Regions from separate parts of the Zea mays genome. Here region 1 is linked to region 2. Evidence: chromatin contacts called from public Hi-C data. All regions are on one chromosome and are shown on one strand. The core of a region is the stretch at or near the end of the contact, and the rest is flanking DNA. Distances in the headings are between cores, read along the strand shown. Region 1 holds the start of LOC100383467 (Alkaline/neutral invertase A mitochondrial). Region 2 holds the start of LOC100274176 (Mitochondrial substrate carrier family protein).

The links. A called contact is a pair of places that touch in the nucleus more often than the background predicts.
Region 1: a contact with region 2 is called in a Hi-C map of leaf, with 4 times the contacts expected there. The contact joins the promoter of LOC100383467 here to the promoter of LOC100274176 in region 2. A contact is called at or near these places in 4 of 25 Hi-C or Micro-C datasets (bundle sheath, ear, leaf and 1 more).

The regions. Positions count from the first base shown.
Region 1 is chr8:41,008,392-41,011,568 of Zm-B73-REFERENCE-NAM-5.0, reverse strand. LOC100383467 (Alkaline/neutral invertase A mitochondrial) reads right to left here and starts at 1,851. Exons shown (of 6, transcript NM_001176115.1): 1 at 1,038-1,851. The coding sequence starts at 1,676.
Region 2 is chr8:40,674,585-40,677,859 of Zm-B73-REFERENCE-NAM-5.0, reverse strand. It overlaps LOC100274176 (Mitochondrial substrate carrier family protein), which reads left to right and starts at 2,012. Exons shown (of 6, transcript NM_001148550.2): 1 at 2,012-2,207. The coding sequence starts at 2,131.

The DNA.
Region 1 (3,177 bases), core at 602-3,101, 330 kb before region 2:
GAATTTTCAGAGGAAAAAACGTTTCACGTCCCTTTCATCATTTTTGTAGAAATCTATCTAGCTCAAAAGAAGTACAATTGCAAAAGTATGTGACAGAATTAGCATATTGCTTGTCAGTACAATTCCTAGAGGATAATTATGATTTAGTTGTTGTTCCTCTCAGACTTACCATCAAATCTTAACTGCACTTACTATCTAATTTTAATTGTTCAATTGGGTCGTCTGCTACTGCATTTTACTGGCAAAACAGAACGAGATCCTCTGGTGAAATCGGTTGTTTCTTTCAAGTGAAACAAGCTTACATTAGATTGTCTCCGTCAGCATCATCTATATCTATCTATATCCCTCATTTACAGTCTAAAAAATTCCTCCATATCTGGTTCCTCTCTAGTAGCGTCCTCTATATATAAATACCTATATTAGAGATATTTTACATTAACTTTTGTATGTATTTGTCATACCCTGAAATATTTTATACATATTTTAGTTTTTCTTAATTTTTTATTTAAAGTTTTAAAATAATAGAGAAGAGAGAATATGACGTAGGAACATCCTCTAAATTCAAAGGATGCTCTAGAGGACGTTGCTGGAGGAGATAGGGGAAATCTCCACTAAATTTAGGGCAGAGGAGCCTTTACATGCTCTTGTTCGAGCCAGCTTAGACCGTGTCTACTTCATGGCACTTTTATACGAGAGCAACATAATTATACGGCAAAACTTAAATCTTATCACTAATTTCCACAAGAAAAGAAATAGCTCATCTCAGACCTAAATAACCACAAACTGGTACGCATTCAGTAAAACGATGACACTTTTCACTTATCCAGAGAAATAAACGACAGAAAATGGTAATAGAAAAAGAAATCCTCAAATAGTGATCCAGACTTCGGTGTCTATTTCCACAACTCACGAAAAAAAAACTCGCGTACACTCCATTAACACTACTAAGCAATTAATATTCAGCTAGCATTCACTTCTTCAGGAATTTCAAATTTTGACCAGAGAACGAGTTACTAAGCAGATCGGGATTAGCTCACCTGAAGCTGCAGGGTGTGGAGGAGGAAGTTGCGGACGATCTCGGTCTCGCCGCGCATGAGGAAGGCGAGCGCGGAGGGCACGAAGTCTCTGATGAAGACCTGGTCGTAGTTGAGCGTCTCCGTGCACTCGGGGTCCTCTGCCGCCACCGTCCCCACGGGCTCGCCGCAGTAGCTAACGACCGCCCTCCGCAGCAGCCTCCACGCTTCCCTCTCCGTCTCCGTCTCCTGCCTCAAGGGCGCGGCCGGCGCGACCGCCTCATCGGTCTGTGCCGCCGCCGCGTCCTCCTCCTTGACAGGCGGGGTCTCAAGCGGGAACGAGTCCGGGAAGAGGACGCGGTCGAAGAAAGGGAGGTTGCCTGAAACGGCGGCGCGGGGGTCGGAGGGGACGGGGACCAGTACATGGGTGTCCGGGCCGGTCTGCGAGGCCTGCGACTGCGACGCCGCGGAGACGAGGAAGGGGAGGCGCCGGCCGTACGGGGGGTGGTGCGGGTGGGGCAATCTGGGAAATAGCGGGGTCGCGGTGCGCGCCGCCGTCTTTGACGCCGCGGCAGCGGAGGCGGACGAGAGGAGGCGGCGGCGGCACGGCCTCACTGCTGCGGCTGCTGCTGCGGCGAGCCCCATCGGGGTTTGACCATTCATATGGCAAGCTCCGGCGAAGGACACGGGCGCGCGTCGGAGATAGCTTCAGGGGGCTACGCGCAAGAAAGCAATACAGGCAAAGGTAACTTGTGTCAAATATTTGGTCGAAGAGGGTTCGATCTGCGAATGCGAAAGTGCAAAGAACGGTTCGGTTTGGGTTTGGTGGGGATACAACGGACAACGCACAGGAGAGCTGGGAGGGGGCAGGCTTTTTATAAAGATCGGGCGGTTGTTTGTGGGGTCCACCCTGGATTTAAAGGAAACGTTTCTGAAGTTTTTTGCCACATGCCCGTTCGCTAAACGTGGAAAAGGTTGAGGTCATTAACTCCAACAAGGAGCTCTAAAGGGTACTATACCCTAAATTTAGAGGACAAGGACGTCGTCTACTCACTCCAGCAACGTCCTCTAAACGGTCCTCTAAATTTAGAGAACGCTGCTGGATCCTCTATATGTAGAGTTTCTCTAAACGGTTCTCTATTTATTTGAATACTTTAAACAACCGGTTTAATAAAACTAAAATATGTACAATATATTTGAGAGTATGACAAATGCGTATGTAAAAAAATTAAAAAATTAAAAATGTTTTTAATATAGATATTTACATATAGAGGACGTGATTTAGAGGACGTTGTTGGAGAGAAAGTAGATATAGGAGATGAAATCTTTTATAGAAGACTGTAAAGGACGGTTATAGATGATGTATATAGAGAACGTTGCTAGAGAGGGTCTTATCTTTGGGTTTTAGGGATGGGTGAAATTGCGTGTGAATCGTGTTCGTGTAATGTGTTTTTCTGATGTTTAGAAATTCAAACTCTAATTTTAGATTTTCATTGTGTATAATATAAAATTTACAAATGTGATTAATCCCTCTCTATCTCATAATTATATCAGGTAGACAGACCATGAAGATAGTTAAATACACTATCAATACATATTCTATATTTTTTGGTACGTGATGTTTTAAATGGTGCTCTCTACGGGAGCACGGACGATCCGTGGTCTAGGACCGGAAGGTCTACGAGCTCGCTGCAAGAGCGGTTCCACTCTGCGTCACTCCGAACGGTCCGAGCATAGGGCACAGACGGTCTACCATAGCGTAGAGTTTTCTTCCTCCACAGAAGCCCTAGAACTCGCCTCCCGGGAATGACCCCGTCGGGAAAGAAGTTCCAAAACGTACCCAGGGCGTGTCCCTAGACGGCGTAGAGTCAAAGAGGGATGAAGAATATGGTTGGAGGAAAGCTAAACTTGGTCTAAATTACTTCTACTCCTAATACAATGAAGAACAAAGTAAATAAGGTAGATTGTGTTGAAAGATGCGATTGGGATCCCTTCAATCGGATGTACCCCTTTCTAGGGGCTTCCCAACATGTTCTCGCATGATTAGCGGATAAGCACACGTGGGAAAGGGACTTTCCCCCGAGAGCTAATCTAATCACGGACCGTCTAGCCATGCTTAGGTGCCAAATATGGTGCTCAACACATGCCCTTGCCTTTTCGGTAA
Region 2 (3,275 bases), core at 763-3,262:
CTTAACCATAGGCCCATCTGTCATAGTCTCACTAGATCATCTTCAACCTCACGTACATAGCTTGCTCATGAACAGAGAGGCCAGCGAGTCGCGCAGGAGGGCGGTACCAGCGAGCACTGGGGTGAGCTCCAGGGCGGCGGCACAACACGACAGAGGATGAAGCAGGGCCGTGCGCCGCGCGCAGTGGAGCCGGGAGCCTGGCAGACGTACGATCCGAGCAGGAGCAGACTGTGTCGGAGGAGTTCCCAGCACCATGGAGGAGCAGAGGGGTGGCCTAGCCGGACTATGGGGCTGGCGAGCGAACGAGAGTTGGTTGTGGCCTGGCTAGAGAAGGAAATGGCGTGGAGGAGAAGGAAGAGGAGTGGACTTCTATTTATAGAGCAGAAGCTCCAGAGTAGGCCTGCTAGTGTCTAACAGGTGGCGGGCGCTACAGTGCCGACCTTGGACGACGAGTTTTGGTGTTTTCTGTTTGGATTCAGATCTCGGTCACTATAGACAATCTTTTCCTTGATCTATACTCTACATATCTTGTACATAACTTGAGGTGATTCAGACATGGGTTAGAGAGATAAAGACCCACAAAAACTAGTTTGTTGCTGCTATCAAATCAGTGGAAACTGGGTGTCAAAACATATCAAACGGAATCAGATGAATGCCATCTTTTAATATGTTGTTACTCTATCAATTATTTAAAACTTTTATATTTGGGGAAACTCGAGTTGTTCAACAAAAATTTGGGAACGCGAGACGTCAACCCGATCGACACTAATTCCAGACTAAGAAGGATTTGAATCCTGAAATCAGATTTTTATTCTGTCTTGAGGGCACTGTTTGAGATACTTAGAGATTGAATCAAGGCTAGGTGTAATTGTAACATTTATTGTATAACATAGGTTATACAACTTTTATTAAAGGTCAAACCTTATATTCTGATTATAAATTAAAATTTCACTTTGGTCAAAGTAGTATCGTTATAAAGCTTATAATTATATTTTTAAGGCAAATCAGAGTATTTTTCTCGACATTTTCTTGCATGGACCCTTAATAACTTTTGTTGTAGAGTTCATATAGAGTTGTTTGAGCAAGATGACAAGGCTTAGTTGAACTTCAAAATTTGCATTTGTTCAAACGAGCATTTTCAAGCAAGAATAGGATTAATCTATTCATGTGAGTATTTCGTTGAAACTTAGAGAAATCTTCAGAATACACTTGATAGATAGAGATGAATATGATATAGAGATATCAAGTCGGTTTACATAAAAATTAATTATAGGTTAACACAACAAAGATCTGCTGGAGAATGCGAATTCAAATTAAATAGTCGAACATAGATCGAATGTCGAGAAATCGGATTCGGACACAGATCGAATAACAACTGTCAAGAGTTCGAATAAATGAGTCTGAACGGGATTTGCGAAACGAGATTGACTTTTGAATTTGCATTTGCTTTAAGAAACAAAAGTTTTAACAGACTCTAAATCTAGCCTTTTTCGAGATCAATTAACTTGGAATTCGATGAAACATTTACTATTAACTTGGTACCGAGCATCAATATAAAATAGACACCGGGTGTCACACCCTTCCGGCTCGCTGGCTTCTTTGACCCACGCGGCGAAGTCGAAAGCAAGGTCAATGGGCTTATGACACGTGCTCTCCTGCTGCCTCGCTGGTGGAGCTTTCCACGGTTTGTGCCCTCGTCTCGTCCCTACGACTCCGACAACTCCCCGAGAGCAGGAAAGCGAGAAACACCCACCACACGCTCCGCCCGGTTCCACATCAATCCGCGCCCAATTCAGGCCCCGCAGTCCAGTGAGCCGAGGCCGGACGAATGGCAAGTTGGGCAGCGCGCTCCGGGGGACACCGACCCCCGTGCTGGAAATTTCCAACCAAAACCCCAATGCCTCGAGGGCGCACCCAAACAAACTGGCTCCGCCTCCTTCCTCCCCACCCCCGGCCTCCGCCGCTGCCTTCTTTTCCTCGTGCGCATATTCGCTTGCAGCGGCGCCGACACCATTTCATAAACACCGGAAACGCGCGCGAAGTGAGGAGCAGCACCAAACGCCCCTCTGCTTCTCCTCTATTTCTCCCTCTTGCGGAGCCGCCTCTTGTGTGTAGGGGTGTGTCGAGTCTATGGCGGCGGCGGCGGATACCTCGGAGGCGTCTGCGGCCGGGATCGCGCTTGCGGAGGCCAATATCAACTGGGAGAGGTACGCCCCACGTTTCCCTTCTTGTAGTGAGTTACTTAGAACCAAAACGAGGAATCTTTTCATCCTGGCGGGCGGTTTACGTTTGCGGCCTCGCATCTTCTGGTCCGTCTCCGGATCGGCAGCGCGCTTTTAGTTTGGTTGGGCTGTCAGCCCACCGCTTGTTCCCGTGCTCGGCACAGGGCAAGGATGAGGAATGGGCAGCCAGGGAGCGTGGGTTACAGGAAGGTGATTCACGGGCGCATTGCGTCTTTTCCCAATCTTTTGGTGGGCGTGTGGCGCGGCAGAGGCCAGAGGTCCACGAGATCAGTGCCGCAGATGTGGACGGGGAACGGGCTTAGGTCTTCTGGAAGGCTGTAAATTTCCCGTTTGGCAGAGCTCCGCTCCCAGATTCTGTGGAGTGAAGTTTTCTGAGGATCACTCCCACACAGAATTGATTCTTAGAAATGAACAGGGTCTGGGAGCTAAAAAAAACTGCTTCTCCTGATTCACTCCCAACACATAGTCAGACTTTCCCTATAGTTTATCATATGGTTTCATTTGAGAATAATTTTCGGCTACATAATCACTTCTCTCAGTGAATCACTTCTAACATAGAATCAGAATCAATCGGAGCTCTACCAAACAGGGCCTTAATTTTCAAAACTTTACGTGTTAGAGAGGAATCGATTGTATTTCCCAATTCCAGCAGCGGCTGCTATGTTTCAGGCTGGTAGTTAATATACTTCTATCTGCTTCAATCTCGTGGCATTAACATGTACTCATGTTTTTCTCTTATTCATCTTTGTATGGAAATTTGACACTGAGTTGAATTAGAGCACGTCCTCAAATAGGAAGGAATCCAAATTTTTAGCTTTTATATATGACACATTATTATGCTACACATCACTGCAGTTTCAGATTCTCCAACAAGGTGCCTCAAAATAGTGCCCCAAAAATTAAAATACTACATCATTTAAAGTTTTTAGAGCACTAAAAAACAAATTGAGCCCCAAGCCCCCAACAGTTTAGCCCTAAATCATGTATTTTAGGAAACAAATTACATTATCAGGGAAAAAGTTTAAGGATGAT